Linked DNA regions of Sus scrofa: region 2 is linked to region 1. A link is a contact called in public Hi-C data. All regions are on one chromosome and are shown on one strand. Each heading gives the region's core, a stretch centred on a gene start, on an enhancer-like site or on the middle of the called end of the contact. The rest is flanking DNA. Distances are from core to core; before and after follow the strand shown.

The links. A called contact is a pair of places that touch in the nucleus more often than the background predicts.
Region 2: a contact with region 1 is called in a Hi-C map of embryonic fibroblasts, with 3 times the contacts expected there. The contact joins two enhancer-like sites. A contact is called at or near these places in 3 of 47 Hi-C or Micro-C datasets (embryonic fibroblasts, skeletal muscle and subcutaneous adipose tissue).

What each region holds. Positions count from the first base shown.
Region 1 is chr9:105,750,013-105,755,622 of Sscrofa11.1, forward strand. All of the region lies in intron 5 of ATXN7L1 (ataxin-7-like protein 1), which reads right to left. The region is part of intron 1 of LOC110255499 (a long non-coding RNA gene); the gene reads left to right. Among named protein-coding and RNA genes, the nearest start is that of CDHR3, 70 kb to the right of the region's middle. Within about 2 kb of position 3,074, at least 20 of the 83 cell types and tissues checked have an H3K27ac peak or open chromatin away from gene starts, as enhancers often do. A contact at or near this core is called in embryonic fibroblasts, where this site is marked.
Region 2 is chr9:105,901,242-105,906,851 of Sscrofa11.1, forward strand. All of the region lies in intron 2 of ATXN7L1 (ataxin-7-like protein 1), which reads right to left. Among named protein-coding and RNA genes, the nearest start is that of ATXN7L1, 22 kb to the right of the region's middle. Within about 2 kb of position 2,285, at least 16 of the 83 cell types and tissues checked have an H3K27ac peak or open chromatin away from gene starts, as enhancers often do. A contact at or near this core is called in embryonic fibroblasts, where this site is marked.

The sequences.
Region 1 (5,610 bases), core at 1,824-4,323:
ATTGTAAGTAGGATGGCTACCCTAATTCTAAGTGAGCCACTTAGGATTTTTTTTCTGCTTACTCTGTGAATTCTCAGTGGCAAAAAGGATGCTTCCAGCTTAAGGGTATTTGCCCATATATGCATTCCGTCTTTTTGAACTGTATTTTCCCCCTCGCATATAAAGTAATCTTTATAAAAATTCAGAAGGAAAACAAACAACATAAATAAGATGAATTGTCATAAGAAATTAAGAGTTATGACTAGAAATAAGTGTTAATATGTTGAAATAGATGCATGGCTGTATCTATTGATTTGTGATTTTTTAAAATATATTTTTAGATCCCCATTCTCCAAACCAAGCCACTTTACTTGGATTAGCATTCCATAATTACATATATAGATATGGTTACTACATAAAATTACATAATTAGAACTATATAATAACAATATGGATAGATAGCACATTTTTAAATAATCACTTTTAAAAACAGCATAGTATTCTTGTGAAAGGTTATTCTTAAACTGTAATATAATTAAATGCTCAAAATGATCAGAAGATTTAAATGGACATTTCTCCAAAGAAGAAATACGGATGGCCAATAGGCACATGAAAAGATGCTCATCCTTGCTAATTATTAGAGAAATGCAAATCGCAATTACAGTGAGGTATCACCTCACACCAGTCAGAATAACCATCATTAAAAAGTCCACAAACCAAGAGTTCCTATTGTGGCTCAGTGGGTTATGAAGCCATCTAGTATCCATGAGGATGTGTGTTCAATCCCTGGCCTCGCTCAGTGGGTTAGGGATCGGCATTGCTGTGAGCTGCAGTGCAGGTCGCAGATGTGGCTCGGATCCCATGTGGCCATGGCTGTGTTGTAGGCTGGCAGCTGCAGCTCCAATTCAACCCCTAGCCTGGGAACTTCCATATGCTTCCTTAAAAAACTAAAAACAAAATTACTATATGATCCAGCAGTTCCATTCCTGGGCATCTATCCAGATAAAACCATAATTCAAAAAGATACATGCACCCCAGTGTTCACTGCAGCACTATTTACAATAGCCAAGACATGGAAGCAACCTAAACGTCCATCAGCAGAGGAATGGATAAAGAAGATGTGATACACATATACAATGGAATACTACTCAGCCACGAAAAAGAACAAATTTATGCCATTTGCAGCATTTTGGACAGATCTTGAGATTATCACACTAAGTCAGAAAGAGAAAGACAAATACCTTATGATATCACTTAGATGTGGAGTCTAAAATATGGCATAAATGAGCCTATCTACGAAACAAAAATCAGACTCACAGACAGAGAACAGACTTGTGGTTGCTAAGCCAGGGAGGTGGGAGAGGGAAAGAGTGGGAGTTTAGGATTAGCAGATGCAAACTCTTATATATAAAATGAATGAACATAAGGTCCTGCTGTATAGCACAGGGAACTATAGTCAATATCTTGTGATAAACCATAATGGAAAAGAATATAAAAAATATATGTTACCTATATGGCAAGGTAATATATCTGAATTACCTTGCCATACAGCAGAAATTAACATAACATTGTAAATCAACTACACTTAAATTAAAAAAAAACACTATTAATTATACAATGGATAAACAATGTCCTACCATATAGCACAGAGAACTATATTCAATACCCTGTAATAAACCATAATGGAAAAGAATATGAAAAATAATGTATACATATGTATAACCAAATCACTTTGCTGTACACCAGAAACTAACACAACATTTGTAAATGGATTAAACTTAAGTAAAATAAATTTAAAAAAAATAAATAAATTTTTAAGACATCTTCAATTTAAGCCATTTAGATTATTTCTTTTTTATTTATGATTAACAATATTGTAATAAATGTTTCCTGCCACTAAATCTTTCCACATCATCATGAGTATTTAGGATGCTTTCTTATAAGTGAAACTGATTAGTACAGGGGAATATGCATGTAAAATATTTAAATTGTTGGAGTTCCCATTGTGGCACAGCAGAAGCAAATCTGACTAGGAACCGTGAGCTTGCGGGTTCTATCCCTGGCCAGTGGGTTAAGGATCCAGTGTTGCTGTGAGCTGTGGTGTAGGTCGCAGACATGGCTGAGATCCCACGTTGCTATGGCTGTGGTGTAGGCCAGCAGCTGTAGCTGCGATTCAACCCCTAGCCTGGGAACCTCCATAAGCCTCGGGTGTGGCCCTAAAAAGCAGGAAAAAAAATTTTTAATTGTCAAACTTAGCTAGCATGTATAAGAATTCCCACTCATGGCCTTATCTGTGCTGTACTGTTATTCTTTTTCATTTTTTCAGTCTGACAGGAAAGAATTTCTTCTCTTGGCTGTTTGAGTTGTATCCCTGGTTGTTGATGATTCAGATTTCTTTTTAAATAAATTGCTCATTTTTCTATTAGACGCTTTACCTTTCTCTCATTGCAGTGTGGAAGCTCTTTGTACATTAAACAGAGTAACCCCTTGTGTTATAAGTTGCAGGATGTTTTTCCCCCTAATTTATGATTTGTCTTTTAACTTTTGTGAGGTAAATTTGTTTGTGTGCAAGGGCATGTGTAGATTCAGAGGTCTTTACTTTTTGTTCACTTCTACCTCTCAGCCTTTCCCTTTATGTCATTATGTACTTTTTTAAAGAACTAGGTTTTGAAAAGAATGGCCATGTACGTATGTGGAACTGAATCACTTTGTTATACAGCAGAAAGTATCACAACATTGTAAATCAATGCTTCGGCAAAAATGAAAGAAAAATGAAAAAAATAAAGAACTAGGTTTTCAACAAAATTCACCTGAGGAATTTTTGTAATTTTATCTGATGCTCTCAACCCCCTTGAGCTCCTGGTTTCAGACTTTCCAGTGTAGGCATTGTCGGCAGATGAGGCATACTTTTCGTTTCTGTTTCCATGGTTCAGTATATCTCCCAGACGGGGTTTAGTCACTTTACAAATTCACAGATTAGTTACTGCAAAGAAGAAGTGGTGATATGCATTCTTTTCCTCCACTCTGTACGCCTCCTTTTGGGAAAAGCGGTGATGGGAGTTAGAAGGAACTAGTTTGTTTAGATTTCTGCTGAGTGAATCACTTCCCCATTGATAGGCTTTGTAGCTGCGCTGATGTGTTCTCGGGAACTGTGGCACCAGCCCAAGGCTCCAGTGCACAGTCAAGGGAATGTTGCAGCCTGACCTTGCTTGTGCAAAGCAAGCAGCTTTCCATGGAAGGGTGTCCCTGGGTTTCATGGTAGTTACTCTCCTGTGGCAAGGAGGGCACTCCAGGCAAACGCACATCTCGTTCTAGCTGGGACCACTGTGGATGAGCCTGTATCCAGGCTTCCACTGGGTGTGCTGGGCTGAACTGCCTGTGAGTCTCAAAGATGCCTTTTTCAGCTCTCAGCTTAGACCTGTGTGCATCCTACTTTCTCCTCAGCCTTCTCTGTGTTTATTCTAGGGAGAGGAGAGGGCCTCCCCCACTCACAGACCTCATGGAAGTCCACGTGGCTATCTTCACCCCCTTTCATCCAAGTCCTTCTTCCTGCAGGCTAAGGGAGGGGAGGTCTTGACACCGGGGAGGAGTGAGTGTAAGATCCGTGATGACCAACCATGATGCTGAGACGGGCAACCTACCTCGGTCTCAGCTCTCATTGCTTTTCCCCTGCTGCTCAGCAGCAGAGACTTCAGGGCCCAGCCCAGCTGCCATCTCAGGGTACCCAACCCCACCAGCTGATGGTTTCTTAAAAGAACACCATCATAGTGAGGGGGTCTGGGGGTGGGGACCAAGGTCCCGCTCCAGTAGGTCTTTACTCTCTGGTTTTACCCAGGAATTATTAAAGAGTAATCCATTCAATAACTGTATAAAACCTGTTCCATCAGCAGGAAATTAGGTTTACGATGCCACTCAGGGGATACGACCAGGGATTTGAGTGTAGTGGTTTTTGTTTTGTTTTGTTTTGTTTTAGGGCCACACCTGCAGCATATGGAAGTTCCCAGGCTAGGGGTCCAATCAGAGTTGTAGCTGCAACCTACACCATAGCCACAGTGACACCAGAAAGGCCAGGGATCAAACCCACATCCTCATGGACACTATGTTGGGTTATTAACCCGCTGAGCCACAACACGAAGTCCCGAATGTAGTTTTTGCTATGGAACGACCCTATGATGGATTTGAGTCATCCCTTCCGGAGGTACTATACTTCTATATGAAATATATCAGCGGTCCCCTCATTTGGGGGAAGATAAGCCAATTTTTCTTCTGCCAGGTCAGTGCCATTTGGTCTCCCTTTCCCCATACTCTCTGTCTCTCTCTTTTTTTTTTTTTTTGCCTTTTGTCTTTTTAGGGCCGCACCCACGGCATATGAAGGTTCCCAGGCTAGGGGTCTGATTGGAACTGTAGCTGCCGGCCTATACCAGAGCCACAGCAACTCGGGATCCAAGCCATGTCTGTGACCTACACCACAGCTCACAGCAACACTGGATCCCTAACCCACTGAGCAAGGTCAGGGATTGAACCCACAACCTCATGGTTCCTAGTCAGATTCGTTTCTGCTGCGCCACAACGGGAACACCTCTTTTTTTTTTTTTTTTTTTTTAAAGTATAGTTGATTTGCAATGTTGTGTAAATTTCTGCTGTACAGCAAAGTGAGCCAGTTATACATCTTTTCCCCAGACTTTTACTCAGTATCGCAAAAGCCAAAGAAGTAATTTGGCTATAACATGGCCCTCCGCAGAATGCTGGAGAGGGAGAGAAATCAAATTTGAGCAAAGCCCGAACCCTCTCTCGTGGGCAAGGCTCATTTGTAAATAATTTTAGCCTCATTACCCATTCAGTAATCATATATCTTCCCACTGGTTACTGGCAGCATGGCAAATGGAGATCCCTTGTGAAGAGATTCCTCATGTTCCAGATCCATTCTGGTTTCTCAAGAATCTGTGAACTGGGAAAGCCAGTTCTACTAAAGGAATTATGAACCCATTTTTCCCCCTTCCTTTTGGGGGCTGGAATGGGGAGCATTAGAGCAGAACTCCATCTTTTGTGCACTTATTCATCCAAAGAAACATTTCCTCTGTGGCAGGTAGTACCAGAGAGTGGGAGTGAGAAATCCTGAACACACGATCTGTCTTGTTTTTGCAAAGGCATTTCGCAGGGTCACTAGTGATGTCTGCAGGGGGTCAAAGGGTCCCCCAAAGATATCAGGTTCTAATCCCCGAAATGTGCTAGTGCACTGCCTATGGGAGTGTGGGGTAAACATACTTTCCAGGTGTGGTTAAATTAAGCATCTTGAGTTGGGGAATTATCCTGAATTACCCAAATGGGCCCTAAATGCCTTTGCGTCTGTCTTTTTAAGAGGGAGGCAGAGAGGGAGTTCACACTGTGGCTCAGTGATAATGAACCTGACAAGTATCTATGAGGATGTGGGTTTGATCCCTGGCCTCGCTCAGTGGGTTAAGAATCCAGCATTGCCGTGAGCTGTGGGGTAGGTCGCAGACTCAGCTTGGGTCCTGTGTGGCTGTGGCTGTTGCTGTGGCAGTTGAAGCTCCAATTGGACCCCTAGCCTGGGAACTTCCATATGCCGCATGTGCAGCCCTAAAATCCAAAGGGAAAAAAAAAAAGGCAAAG
Region 2 (5,610 bases), core at 1,035-3,534, 150 kb after region 1:
GGACACATATTCTAATTCCTCTGGGGTACATACCCAGGAGTGGAGATGCTGAGTCATATGGTAATTCTATATTTATCTCCTTGAGAAACTGCAGCACTGGTTTTCAAAGTGACTGCACCATGTTATAGTCTTACCAGCTTTGGTGAGAAATCCACGAGGCTTTCACAAACGTTTAAAACAGTAGAAGGTGCCCTCTGCTCAGGTGTAGACCCTGTCAAGCTCTGGCATGAAGAGGCCACTAGTGGTCTGGAGTGCTGGTCGACCTCGCTGAGCTTCCTCAACTTCCTAGTCAGCAGCTAGGTCTGTACAAATCTCAGGATTGCAACTGTGTGTCTAACATGTGCTGGGCACACTAGCTGCAAAACCTCCAAATCCTTACAGCACTCTTTGGAAGACTGTCTGGACAGCTGAGAGATGGAGAGACAAGGGAACGTGTCCAGAGGTCACAGAGCCAGAACACCAAGCTGGGTGTGCCTCCGCAAGCCTAAGCCCAAGGGCTCAGTTTTTCCATTGGATTGTGTTCCAGTGGGGAAAAGTCAGATGACTGAACCCTCAGATGGATCCTCTGACCAAATATCTCTTCCCTCAAAGCTCGAGGCTTCTCAAGGCTGCAGAAATCAAACCCTCATACGTGCAGCATCGATACCAGCTTCAGGACCAGCAGACATGCTCTGAGAGCATCCTCTCCTGTCTGGCATGAGTTGGGATCTAAAACAGCCGCGAGCCTTCCGCAATCCTGCAAGCCCAGCGCATACAGGTTTGAGCTGTGCAAAAGGCACAATCTATTCTTTCCTCCATTCTGCTCACACTCTCCACCTGTCTGCTGCTCAACAGAAGCAGACTCATCTTGGCTATGAGTATTCAAGTGTCTTCCAGAGACATTCTGTCAAGGTCTAGGTCACTCAGAAACAGCCCCCTCCTCCCCAAGGAGAAGAGGCTGCAGTTACGCATGTTGGCCAGCAGAGGCTCCTTTTGACATTTGGCTTCCTCAGAGTGGTCCAGGAAGGCCTGGTTAACCCACCAGCCGGCCTTCTTTTCACGTTCCCCCAAGCCGTCCTGGGTATGTGGCCGCAGGCCCTGCAGAGAGCAGCCTCAGGGCATCCACGGTTGGGATTCCACCTTGTGGCCACCCACAAAACCCCACAGCAGCAGTGTGGTCACTGGAAACCAGGAGGGCCGAACCAAACCTTCTGGAGGTGGGAGTGAGTGGCCAGGTCCACCCATGGGTGGCCTTTTCCTGGAAGGTGCCAGGACAGCGATCAGGGCATTTCGCCAAGCAAGCTATGGCTATTGACAAATATAGCCCCACCTGGGCTCAAAACACTTTTATCACTGTCGACTTAAGTACAGAGGGTTAGAATCAGCTGCGGTGTTTGGCGTCTCTGAATAAAAAACCCTGGATTTTGTTTCCTTAACACACCATCTTGGCACAGGTTCCAGAAAATGAGGGTCCCAAATTCTACGCCTTTGTTTGGTAGAAACGTGTGCTGATATGTCTGTGTACTAACAAATAAATAATAAAATCACTTTGCATTTATAGAATAATAATAAATAACAAAATCACTCTGCATTTATAGAATGCTTGCCATGTTGCAAGATACCATGGGGTCCTTTATATTTGTACTTTTATTTAACGTAATGCAGCTGGAGGTACTCTGAGGCTCAGAAAGGGTGAGTTACTTCCCAAAGGTCTCACAGCTAGGAAGTGGCAGAGGGAGGTGGGGTTTGAAAGCAGGTGTGGCCTCTTCATGCCGGGACTAGGGTCCAGAATTCCTAGTAAGATGGCTTAGTCCCCTGTCGCTCCCACCCCAACACTGCCTTAATCTTGGAGCTGCTTTAGGCTGGGGGTAGAATCAGAAGGGGAAGGAGAGGATGGAATTTACAAGCTAGTTTATGCCAGAGCTGGTTTGGGTGCCTTGAAATTCACCAGGGCTTGGACAAGTCTTCCAGGATGGGGCCCTTCCCACAGACCAGCTGGGAGCTCATTAGTGTCACTGAGCCGCGGGAGAGAAAGATAAAAAGGGAAGGGACATGAAGAGGCAAAAAGGGAGGGGGACAACAAGGCAGAAGCAGAGATAGAGAGGTGGCTGGTGGCCTTGCCAGAGAGCCTCCTGCCTGGAGAGCTGGTGAAGCAAGCACAGCCTTCATTCTTTCGCGCAGGGCCAATAAAGGGCAGCTGAATCACAGGATTTCTCAAGAAATAAAAATTCCTAGTACACCCCTGGGGCCTGGGGAGAAAAACTGACAACGTGTTGATTGAAAACAGACTAAGCTGATGTGTGCCTGCAGCGTGAGGCTGCACTTCCCCAGGTTCACAGCGACACCTAGTGGTCTCCATGGGCACCTGCCGCCTCCGTGGAAAAGAGGCAATGGCCTGAAGAGAGTATTTGGGGTGTAGAGCAGAAGCATCCTCTTTTCCCTAGCGTCAAAGTCCGTGTTTTGCTTTGTGGGGTATGCCAATATTCTAAGAGGAATTCCACACGTCCCCAGGAGCGGGGGTGGGGGGACACTGGTCAAACACTGGACTTCCTATATGGCCAGTTATGTATATCCAACTGACTCTGTATTGGCTAGATGTTCTTTTTTTGTTGGTTTTTTTTTTTTGGAGGGGAGGGTTTTTTTAAATGATTTTTTTCCATTATTGGTCTACAGTGTTCTGTCAATTTCTACTGTACAGAAAAGTGACCCAGTCACATATATATATACATTCTTTTTCAAAAGTGGACATTTTTCCCTCTGATTTTCTTTTCATTTATTACATTTTCATTTATTCTCCTCATTTAGTAAGTCTAACTGAATGTATTTAATGGTGATACCTTTATAAGACTTTTATACCAATGAATTCTGCAATCGGAGACATTTCTTTGTGAGGTTATGTGTTCAGAAAATAAAATGACTGTGCTTCTACATTAGGTCAAAGATCTTGGCTTCCATCGTCACCCTGATCAGTAAGTCTGATTAAAAATGAAAACTATGCATCTCCTTCTGGATAATAGCACTTGAACATTTTCATCCCCTCTCTGGCCTCCCCTTGCTCCATTTCAGCTTTGGCTAAGTTACTTGCCTGAAGGCTCCCTGGGGACAAAGGATATCCAGTGATAGCACCATGCCTGGGACATGGTTAATACTCAAAAACTATTTCTTCATGGAATGACCTCAGCTCCTGATTTGTCACGGTGGCGGGGGGGTGGCGCACAGGAGTGGGGTCAGATAATTCAATCTCCTGGCAAGTGCTACTAGAGGATTCCAGACTCTAAGGGGCATTTGTCAAACCAGGAAGACCCTGGCCTGGAAACTCAGCTTCTTGTCAATATCTGGGGATGGTCTGTGGTTAAATAGGAACCCAGGGCAGAACTCGTAGAGCTCTATAAAAAGGCTTATTAACACGCAACTAGAGATTCTCATACCAAGTAAAGTAAGTCAGAAAGAGAAAGACAAATACCATATGATAGCACTTGTATGTGGAATCTAAAATGTGGCCCAGGGAGTTCCTGTTGTGCTCAGCAGAAATGAATCTGACTAGTATCCATGAGGACACAGGTTTGATCCCTGGCCGTGTGCAGTGGGTTAAGGGATCTGGCACTGCCGTGAGCTGTGGTGTAGGTTGCAGACTCAGCTCAGATCCTGCGTTGCTGTGGCTGTGGTGTAGACAGGCAGCCACAGCTCCGATTGGACCCCTAGACTGGGAACCTCCATATGCCTAGGGTGCAGCCCTAAAAAGACAATAAACAAACAAATAAATAAATAATATGTGGCACAAACGAACCTATCTACACAACATAAACAGACTCACGGACATGGAGAACAGACTTGTGGTTGCCAAGGGGCAGGCAGGAGGGAGAGGAACGGATGGGGTGTTTGGGGTTGGTAGATGCAAACTATTACATTCAGAATGGATAAGCAATGAGGTCCTGCTGCACAGCACATGCAACTGTTTCTAATCTCTTGGGATAGACCATGATAGAAGATAGTATTAGAAAAAGAATGTATATAAATGTATGGCTGGGTCACTTTGCTGTACAGCAGAAATTGACACAACATTGTAAATCAATTATACTTAATAATAATTTTTTTAAAAGACCTCTTAAATGTCTGAGTGTTGGTACCCTGGGAGGGCTCCACAAGGCCACATTTTATAGGGACTGTCAAGAGACCCACTGAGGGCTTTCCTTTTGAAGAAGAAATCATGAGCTTCTGCAATCCGATCTTGTTGGGAAGGAAACACTGTCCTCAAGCGAAATGTTATCTGAAAACTTTATCTGAATTTCATTGGCCAGAGAACCTGTGTTAACTGCATGCCCCTGGTTACAAAGATCAGAAACTCACAGATTTATTGGGAAGCCACTTGTGGAAATAAAGAGCACTGGTCCCACTGCTTTCTCTCTCCAGAACCCAGAGAATGAAGACGACCTATTTGGAGTGTGGCATAGTGGGCGTGGGTCATACTGGTGCCAGCCCAGCATCATTTGAACAGCCTTCCTAAATGAGGAAAATAGGCCACTGTTAGGGTCACTACCTCACCAGGGAGGAGATCAGAACTTAGTTTCCCAGACCAACTGTGCAGCTGGGACACAGACATATGACCTAGGCTCTGCCAGTTGGATGCAGCAACATGAAACTTGCATGAAAGAGTGAAAAGCAAAGAGCCAGCTGCTGAGTGATGCTACATCTTGGTGATGCAGGCAAAGCACGGCAGAGAATGTGCAGCCCCCAGAGGCAGCAAGGGCAGAGGGACTCCCCATAACAGGGGCCAAAAGCAGTGGAATCAAACCTGTGACCGGACTAGCGGGGCTATGAGTGTTGTTTATGGCTGCAGCCTCTTTTTCTAACATGGCATAAATTCTGTGAGCTACTACTATCCTCTCATATGTTCTTTTTCTGTTTAAACAAACTAGAGTGAGTTTCTTTTTTTGTGAATAATAACCCTGATGAAATTATGGTGAGGTTTCATGGATATCGGAATCAGAAAGTCATTCAGTATTCATGGCAGCTACAGACAGTTCAGGTCAGGAGTTCAAGGGTCACTACCTCAGGGAAGTTGTACTCAACTATTTTGTTTGGAGCTGAGGTGGCTATTTATTGTGACTCTCTGTTCAACACCCTCTAGTGACAACCATTATTCTATTGTTAAGTGAAGCCATGTCTTCTGGTGGAATTGGCATCATGCCCCAAATCCAAAGCTGAGCACATGACCCAGGCCAGGCCAATCAGACGGCTGCCTCTCCTGGCCTCAGTGATTGGTTCAGGGATGGATACATGTCTCGGGGTGAACCAATGAGAGCTATCCCTGGGACACTGCTGCATCCCCAGGGAATTACTCCTTTTCTGCTGAGGCTGCTCAGTTGGCAGGAGGTAAGCATGCAACAGGAAGCCAGTGCTGGCCATCATGTCAAGTGTGGAAATTGCTGCCAACCAAAGAGTAAAGCCAACTGGAGGAAAGCAAGACCAAGAGAAAAAGAGGTACTCATTCCTGATGATACTGCACATTTGGACCCAGCCAAGACAAAAGTCAGTTCCATCCTTAGATTTTTCAATTCTGTGAGCCATCCAATTCCTTCGTAAGTTAATTTGAGTTCACTGTCACTTAAAACCAAAAGGGTCTTGACTAAC